Regions from separate parts of the Macaca mulatta genome. Here regions 1 and 2 are each linked to region 3. A link is a contact called in public Hi-C data. All regions are on one chromosome and are shown on one strand. Each heading gives the region's core, a stretch centred on a gene start, on an enhancer-like site or on the middle of the called end of the contact. The rest is flanking DNA. Distances are from core to core; before and after follow the strand shown.

What was found. Hi-C and Micro-C count contacts between places; a contact is called where the count stands out from the background.
Region 1: a contact with region 3 is called in a Hi-C map of fetal cortex germinal zone, with 4 times the contacts expected there. The contact joins the enhancer-like site here to the promoter of PRIM2 in region 3. A contact is called at or near these places in 7 of 14 Hi-C or Micro-C datasets (CD4 T cells, blood, cortical neurons and 4 more).
Region 2: a contact with region 3 is called in a Hi-C map of fetal cortex germinal zone, with 2.1 times the contacts expected there. The contact joins the promoter of BEND6 here to the promoter of PRIM2 in region 3. A contact is called at or near these places in 2 of 14 Hi-C or Micro-C datasets (fetal cortex germinal zone and fetal cortical plate).

Annotation. Positions count from the first base shown.
Region 1 is chr4:125,384,349-125,387,048 of T2T-MMU8v2.0, reverse strand. All of the region lies in intron 2 of DST (dystonin), which reads right to left. It also overlaps a transcript of BAG2 not described here. Among named protein-coding and RNA genes, the nearest start is that of DST, 41 kb to the right of the region's middle. Within about 2 kb of position 1,253, at least 17 of the 40 cell types and tissues checked have an H3K27ac peak or open chromatin away from gene starts, as enhancers often do. A contact at or near this core is called in cortical neurons, fetal cortex germinal zone and fetal cortical plate, where this site is marked.
Region 2 is chr4:125,342,844-125,345,543 of T2T-MMU8v2.0, reverse strand. BEND6 (BEN domain containing 6) reads left to right here and starts at 1,330. Exons shown (of 7, transcript NM_001257859.2): 1 at 1,330-1,608. It overlaps DST (dystonin), which reads right to left and starts at 985. Exons shown (of 103, transcript XM_077999802.1): 1 at 555-985. The coding sequence starts at 735. It also overlaps a transcript of BAG2 not described here.
Region 3 is chr4:124,991,022-124,993,721 of T2T-MMU8v2.0, reverse strand. PRIM2 (DNA primase subunit 2) reads left to right here and starts at 1,357. Exons shown (of 14, transcript NM_001266600.1): 1 at 1,357-1,403; 2 at 2,152-2,314. The coding sequence starts at 2,161.

The DNA of each region.
Region 1 (2,700 bases), core at 4-2,503, 390 kb before region 3:
ATGTCTACTCCATCTGTTTGTAGTTTCTAGGCAGATCAAACAGCATCTGTTATGTTATTTCATCAAACACATAGATGATGCAGTTGGATTATTTTTCTAATCTGATGATTTTCTTTATATTTAGACTGCAAATACCAGGCAAAAGTCTGCACAAATTTTATCAACCCTACTGCTTTTGGTACAATAGATTTCAATCCTTTATCCTTCCCATCTCCTGCTTTGGTTTTTAGGGATAAACTCATCAGCCAGTGAGTGACAGCAGATTTTTATGAAGAGTGGCTGTTCAGTAAGGCAGGGTTTATTCTGTTGAAATTGGCCTACACTCTATTTTTTCTTAGACTGAATTCATCAACTTCATGTTTTGTACCAAAATGAACCATAAAAAGAAAATAAATATGCTTGGCTTTCAGGCATATTTATGGAACCAACAATGCATCCATATTAAATATGGAACAAACAATGCACCCATATTAAGTATGGAACCAACATTGCATCTATGTTAAAACTAAAGGAGGGTAGAAATTGCACTACATTCAAAACTATGACAAGTCTGGATAATGTGGAGCATCCCCCACATTTTCCCCCATTCCTTGAGCCAGTTGCTGAGAGGGTGGCAGCATGGCTTTTAGCTGGGAATTGCCCTCCAGCCTAAGAGCTAGCTTTCACATGCCATCCCCCAGGCCAATGCTGTTCGACAGGGAAGGGCTAGTGATAGTTTCAACTAGGGACAACTCTGACACTTCCTGTGGGATCTTAGGGCCATCTGCATATGCAACATAATTCAACTTCTCCCTGGCCCTCACTATCTTAGGGTGTTTTTCCCGAGGGCACTCCCCAGTAAATCTCCTGCATAGAGTCTCCATCTCAAAGTCTATTTTCCTAGGAAGCTGACCTGAAACAAACAGTCTGATTTCCTAAACAATGCCATCAATAACTTATGAACCATATTTAACATTCAATGACAAGAAAGATTCAGCAACACAGAGCTTCTAGAGGACAGGAAATTCATCAATACAAAAAATGAGAGTAACAGCAAAACACTGGGCAATATACACATCAGAAACAGGTAACAGTAACCATATGAAAAAGCAGGAATAGACAAGAGTTCTAGAGAGAAAAAAGCTCCATTCAAAGCTAAGGAGGGCAAATGAGGAAGGCTGACTGAGAAACAGGAGCAGCAGTCAGTGCAATCTGCTCTTGCGGCAGCCAGAGCTCAGCTCCTCTCAGCGACGGGCCCACAGCCCTGGGCACAGACAGTCATGCGCAATGACAGACTCTATAAATAGCTGTGCCACCAGCAAATCATAACCCAGCCTTCATAATTATAGACCAAGGGATTTTATAGATGAGTCTTTAAATGTGAGCACAATCTGTTTGCATGCAGCCTTTTCTAAGATACTACTCACAGACATTATCACTAGTGACCATGTCTACAAATAAAAAGAGTCTTGGATTAAATATATGTATTTCTAAGATAACATCCTTCTCAAGACAAGCAGCTAGGAAATATAAAATAAAAAAGCATGTTTTATGGCACATTTACAACTTCCCAACTGCAAATTCTAAGAAGCCACATAGCGCCCAAACAGCAAGATTTCTGAAGTGGTAAATGTTCACACTAAGCAAAGGCCAGGAACACTAATCATAAGAAGACAGCCTAGAGGGGCATGATGAGAAAAGAAAGCGGTCCACAAAAAGAGCACAGGAAGGAAAGTTAACGGAGATAGATGAGGCTGTGCAGTCCACTGAGTGTGCAGCACAAAATACGGGGGTGGAGAGTGAAGATAGGGATAGAAAAAAAGGTAAGAAACAAGATGAAAAAAAGAAAGGAAAAAAACACGTGCTAATGTGCAATAAGTCACAGCAAAGTCCTGAGTCTATTTCAAGGGCATCCTTAAGTGACTTTCAATACCACTACAAAATCAGTCTTTGGAGACAAAAGTCAATGTATCAGGCAGTATATCAGAAACCACTCAAGACACAGGAGAGGACACGAAGACAGAATAAAGACCTAAATGTATATGCAAACTGAACTGCTAACACTTTACGCAAGGGAAAAATGAGTGGTTAAACTAATCTTAAAACGGTAGCTATATCAATAGCATCCCCAGCAAACTATTCTCCAGTAATATCTTTGTCTTCAAGTACAACGTAATCCCAACACTGTTGCTCTGAGAATTTCCTGCACTGAAGCCAACCCTATCATGACTCAGGCAGGCTAAGCCATAAGGCAGATGGGAAGATGGCAGATAGTTTAGATGGTTCAGATAGTTCAGACTAGTTGAGATGACAGATATGTGATAGGGAGGAAGTAAAACAAGTTGGCTGAGCGTCATGAGTATGTACAGGCAAGAGCTCATACATCAGCACAGACATGAGAGGATCCATGAATCAAATCCTCAAAGCCAGGTACACAAGAGCCATAGGACACTAGGTGATTAGTTCAAGCAGAGCAGGACCTGGGCAGCCATAAGGGGTAGAAGCCCTAAGACCCCTGAGTGTCCTCTTGTTGCACACACCCTCCCTAGAGTTCCTGATCCTCCCCCAGGATCTAGAAACTACAAAGTATTGGACCTTCAGCTGGCATCTGTTCTGACTGCTCAGTGCTCACTTTCTACTGGTTGTTAAATATTTTGAGCATCACCCCTGCCAGTGCCTGAACTTAACAAAAGCTATTCAAGGCCTGGGTGCAGTGGTTCA
Region 2 (2,700 bases), core at 81-2,580, 350 kb before region 3:
AACTCCTTGTTCTTCACGTAAGTGATTCATGACTTACCTGAGAGACCAGGGTCGGGAAAGCATATCTCAGACGACTGGAATTCGGTGGGACATCCTGGGGGAGGGAGGAGGAGTCCTGGGGCCATCGGTCTCTAGGTGATTTCTCCGCGAGAAGTTTGCATGAAAGTTCTGGGGGAGTTGGGGAGTCCCGAACTTTCCATGCCTTACTTTCTTACCCCTACGCTCCAGCGAAGGACGGGTGAAGGCAAGGCTGCCGCAGCCCCGGACTACGCTCAAATTACCCTTAACGCTTTAGCAAACTGACTGAAAATTTGAGTTCGTTTCTCCCCTCCCTGCCCTCTGCATCGCCGTGGTTATTCAAACCTGGGAGACTGGAGGGCGGAGGTGAGGGCAAAAAGGGCAAGGGGCGTTAAATAAAGAAACGTACTCAGCCTGGGGAGTGGGCAATGATGGGGCTAGGGGCAGCCGAGGAGAACTGAGGGAGCCGCGCTTCACTCTCCAAATCGGCTTAAATGTTCCTGGTAGCCGCAGAAACCCGTCGCGGCGTGTCTTACCTCGGCTTCTCGAACGACCCGAGAAGACCGATTTCATCGGATGCCTCCCTTTCTGGAGCTTGCGGTGCCAGCAGCAGAAGAAGACGATGGTGGCGATGGTGCCCAGCAGAAGCAACAAGAGGAAGAGGGCACATTGGATGCTGTAGGGTCTCAGCAAGACGAGGAAAGCCGCGGCGATCATGGTGCGGGCGACGCGGGGGCGACTCGACGGCGGGGCTGGAGGGCGGCGGCACAGGCACCCGCGCGGGGCGCACGCCGGGACGGCGGGCACGGGTGAGCGCGGCTCAGCGCGTCATGCCCGGCGCTCGCGGCCCCGCGCCCAGCCCAATGGCTGCGCACCCCGCGCCAGCCGCGCTACGCGAGTGATCCAGGGCTGCGGGGAGCGCTTGCCATGACTCAGCAGACAGCGACTAGGCTGCGACTCGGCGACTGGGATCCTCTCCCCTCCCTCCCCAGGCGCCCCCGCCCCCGTCCGTGCGCAGCCCCCGGGCGCAGCCCCGCCGGGGACGCGGCGAGTGGGGAGGAGCAGCGCCGCCGCCGCGACCGCCCGGGCTCCGCGCATCGTCCTGCGGCCGCAGCCGACCTCAGCATCCCAGAAGCCGGGCGCACGTGGGTCGGGGCGGGGACGCGGCGCCCGGGCTGCAGCCGCGGCAGCCTGCTGGGGGCGGGAATGGGGCGCCGCGGCGGGGGCTCGGCTGATGACATCACAGCCGGGCTGCGGCAGCGCGGGCGCGCGGACATGGCTGCGGCGGTTTCGGCGGCGGCCGCGGGCTGCGCCCGGGCCTGAGAGCCCAGCGCCCTCCCGCGGGGCCGCCCGCCAGTCCGCGCCGTCCTCAGGTGCATTGACCGGGAGCCTCTAGCGTCCCGGACACCCGGCGCTTCCGCCTATCCAGCCTCCCTTGGCCAAATTGCTGCGGAGCCCATCGTCAGGGGGCGCCAAGGAGCCAGGGGGAAAACCGTGAGGCGCTGACAGGAGCCTCCCGGCGGTGCTACCCCTCACCTCCCACCTCCCTGCGCCCCGCCCCGAGGTTGGGGCTTTGAAGGATGCAGTCGGGTGAGCTATTGCTTGTGGGGGTTCCTCGCACGCTGAAGCGCGAGCGCTGGGAAGGGCCTTCCCTGGGAATTGGGATACTCCAGGAACGGGAGGCCCTCTCCTCTCCAAGCCTCTCTAAACTAGGAGCGCTCCGGGGGTAGTACGCTCTGGTCTGCAGAGGTGAACTCTTCCACCCCAAACTTGGTACTTATTTGGCAGCTAAGAATTAGGCACTTTCGATCTTCTTGTATCCCTGGGTTTGCCCTAAAAACCCTGACTCATTTAGTGCATTTGAAGGGCGAGGGGATTTCAGATTTAGGGACCTGACAGATGAAGTAAGTTGGGACTTGGCTTATAAATATTTGGGGGAGAAATTTTTTAGGGAGTGTGAGGCAATAGTGATCTCTCACACTTGCAGGCACACTGTCTCCCTTTTGTCCCCTCCCCACGTTTCTTCATAACCAGCAAAAAGTATATGGCAGTTGGTGGCCAGGGGATTTAACACTGATGCAATGCCAGCGCGGAAGGTATGGCAAGAGCGCTGCAGTGTGCCTTTCTGCGGACGGCCACGGCCAGCTGGCCAGGAAGCGACTGCTGCAGCAGTCAGTCTGCGGCATCTTGCGGCCTTGGCGGGCGGTGCTGTGCCGCGTTCTGCTGCCCCCAAGGCAATGCTGGCTTTCCCTGTGTGGGGCTGGATTGTTTGTTTCATTTACTCGCATAAGAAAACTTTAATTATAGTGAAAAGGTAACACTTGACTGCATTTGTGGAGTTTCTTATAACGACTATATTAGCCTCTTTTTTGGAATACCTAATAGACTGAAGAAATTGTATCATAAAAATTTATAAAATTTTGAAAAGCAGGTAAATAATTGGGAGGAATAAAAGTTTTATTTGCTTGTAGTGATCTCAAAATCATGTTGTTTTCCAACTATACAAAACCGTACAGCTCTGCGTAAAAGCTTAATCATTGATGTCCTTAAGGCCAGTAACACATTACCGTGTGTAAGTATTAAACCTAAAAAGGCATTGCTTAATGCAGTCTCTTAGTGCCAGATTCATAAACATGGAAAACAACAGATACGTTTTGTTTACAGCTGGTTTCCTAAAACAAA
Region 3 (2,700 bases), core at 108-2,607:
CGGGAGGCTGAGGCAGGAGAATTGCTTGAACCCGGGAGGCAGAGGTTGTAGTGAGCCGAGATCGCTCCACTGCACTCCAGGGTGGGCCACAGAACAAGACTCTGTCTCGGGTAGTGGTGGTGTGTCGGGGCGGGGGGGCGGGGGGGAATAGCCTATCTTAAATGGTTGTGAGAATAAAATGAGTTGATATGTAAACCACTTAGAACAGGTCCTGGTATAAAGTCAGTGCCAGCCACAGTTTAGTCCAGGCTGGGTAGATGCTCTGAAGCTTGAGACTGTTTCAATGTACTTTGCATTTCTAAGAACATGAACATTTCAAAACATTCAGTTGATCGCCTAACGACTACCTATACCGGAGCCTCATTCCAGCACATTTGTAAGCAAGGCACGCCTCCTAGAGGCCACGAGTGAAGTTAATTTCTAGTTCTCGAAAATCTTACAGACAGAACTGGTGTGGTGGCTCTGACGGTGGCACCGCTTGTGAGTCTGCAGTAAGACATCTGGAAAGCAAGCGGCACGTCCGCGTTATCTACAGTGCTTCCACTTCTTCCACCCTATCTTCCCTCCGAGGCTGGGTTCTTCTAATTCCTGTAGACTGCAGAGCGATTTCTGCGAATGTTCATTCTTTCATTCATTCTAGTTCATTCCACAGATAATTCAGCCGCGCGCTTACTCTGTGCGAGGCATTGCCGGGGAGCGGGGAGGGAACTGAACGTGGAACCTGCCAGTAGGATCTTGCCGCCCAATCCGAAATTCAAACTATGTATTGTATGTAGCTAATGATGATCTTGTAACTTGTTTCCTCATCTGCCAAATGGGGGTAATACGACCGTATAGGACCTTAAACGTCGCTGAAAGATTAAACGAGGGGAAAAAAGAGCCCTTAATAGTGAGCTAGGTGCAAAAAGGATCCTAATGCTTTTTTTCCTCATTCCTCCCCAGATTGAAAGTGATGAGTGCCAGCTCTGCGGGTTAAAGCGCCATATTCTCCTCAATATACGGAATATTTGTTAGTGTCCCCAAACGAACTTACATTGGTTCAATTTTCGGCGTATGGGAGTTTTCTCCACTAGCATTCAGCACCCCAGTTTCAACCGTTAAAAGCTACCTACTCCACGTACGGGAAATGCATCTTAAAATTTGGAAAAAAGAAATCCCCAAAACATTGACATCCAAACATTTTAAAGCTGCCAAAGTCCGTGAAACGCCTTGAGCTCCCAGACGCGCTTCACTGAGCATGCCCAGAGCCCCAGGCACAACCCCCTCCAAGCGGCCGAGGGGAGGTGGGGGAGGGCGGGCCTTCCGTGCTAATCGCTTCCGCTTCCGGTTTCATATGAACTCTCCCGCCACCCGGGAGCGGTAGCTGTCAGCGTTTGTGTTTCCCCGAGTTTGAATTCTTGCAGGTAAGGGAAACTCCCGCGAATTTAGGACAGAGAGCAATTCTGTTGTTGAGGCTTGCAAGTCGACAGAAAGGAGAGACGGATCACTTTGCAGGCAGCAGGAGCAGAAGGACAAACTTGGCGGGTTGAGAGTAGTGGGTATTGGTTGATTGGTTGGGGCAGACACTCAGGTACCAGGGAGGAGTTGGGGGCAGATAGGTTTGCTAGTGGAGTGGGCAGAGGTGTTGGGGATGGAACTTTTATAAGGCACTTGTGGATGTTCCCGAAAAGGAGTTCCGAAAGACAGTTGTTCTGTTTCCCAGAGTCATAACAGAGAAAGTGAGTAACTGGACCCAGTCCATCAAGTGAGACCCTCATTTAGCCAGAACCTACAGCACTCTCCTCTAAGTTCAGGATTGCAGACCACGTAAAACCTTATATTAACTCTTGGGATCGTAAAGATCCAGGAGCAGTGACACACAGGCCTGTAATGAGCAGGCAACATCACCTGACTTTCATGTTGCTGAAAATTAGGATCACCACCTGCGTCTGCTCTAGCGCCTCTCCCACCCCCATTACAAAATTATTATAGGTGTATTGTAGAAAATCTGGAAAAGAGAGAAGGACATCACCCAGGAATTGCCACTGCTAACATTTTGTGCATGCCTTCAAGTCCATTTTTTTTTTTCTGTTTGTGTAATTATTTTTTCGTGTTTTCTTTTTCCAACTTTATTTTCCATAATTTTATGCTTTTTATATGCTTCCTTCTAAGGTGACCAAGATGGAGTTTTCCAAAAAAAAGTGGAGGATGCCGAGATTGGCAGGTGACCAGAGGAATGCTTCCTACCCTCATTGCCTTCAGTTTTACTTGCAGCCACCGTCTGAAAACATATCTTTAATAGAATTTGAAAACTTGGCTATTGATAGAGTTAAATGTAAGTACTATTTAAATTAGAATGTATATATTCTTGAGAAACTTACTTACCCTTTGTGAGAATGAATGAAGGTAATTTATTTCCTTCATTCAGCAATCCATTCAACAAATATTTATTGAGATAATTCATTTCCTTCATTCAGCAATCCATTCAAGAAATATTTGTTGAGGGTTTGGTACTCATTCATTTATTTATTGTACAGTGCATATTATTGAGTGCCATTATGTTCTAGGTGGCAGGGATTTTGATATGAATAATGTTATTTTTTGTTGAAGTTGTATTCTAGTACATGGAGACAGACATCCAAAATAATAGTCATAATTCAGTATTTTAACTGCTCTAGAAGTAAATGGTGGTGCTGTTGAAACAAAGAAGTGGGAGTGACT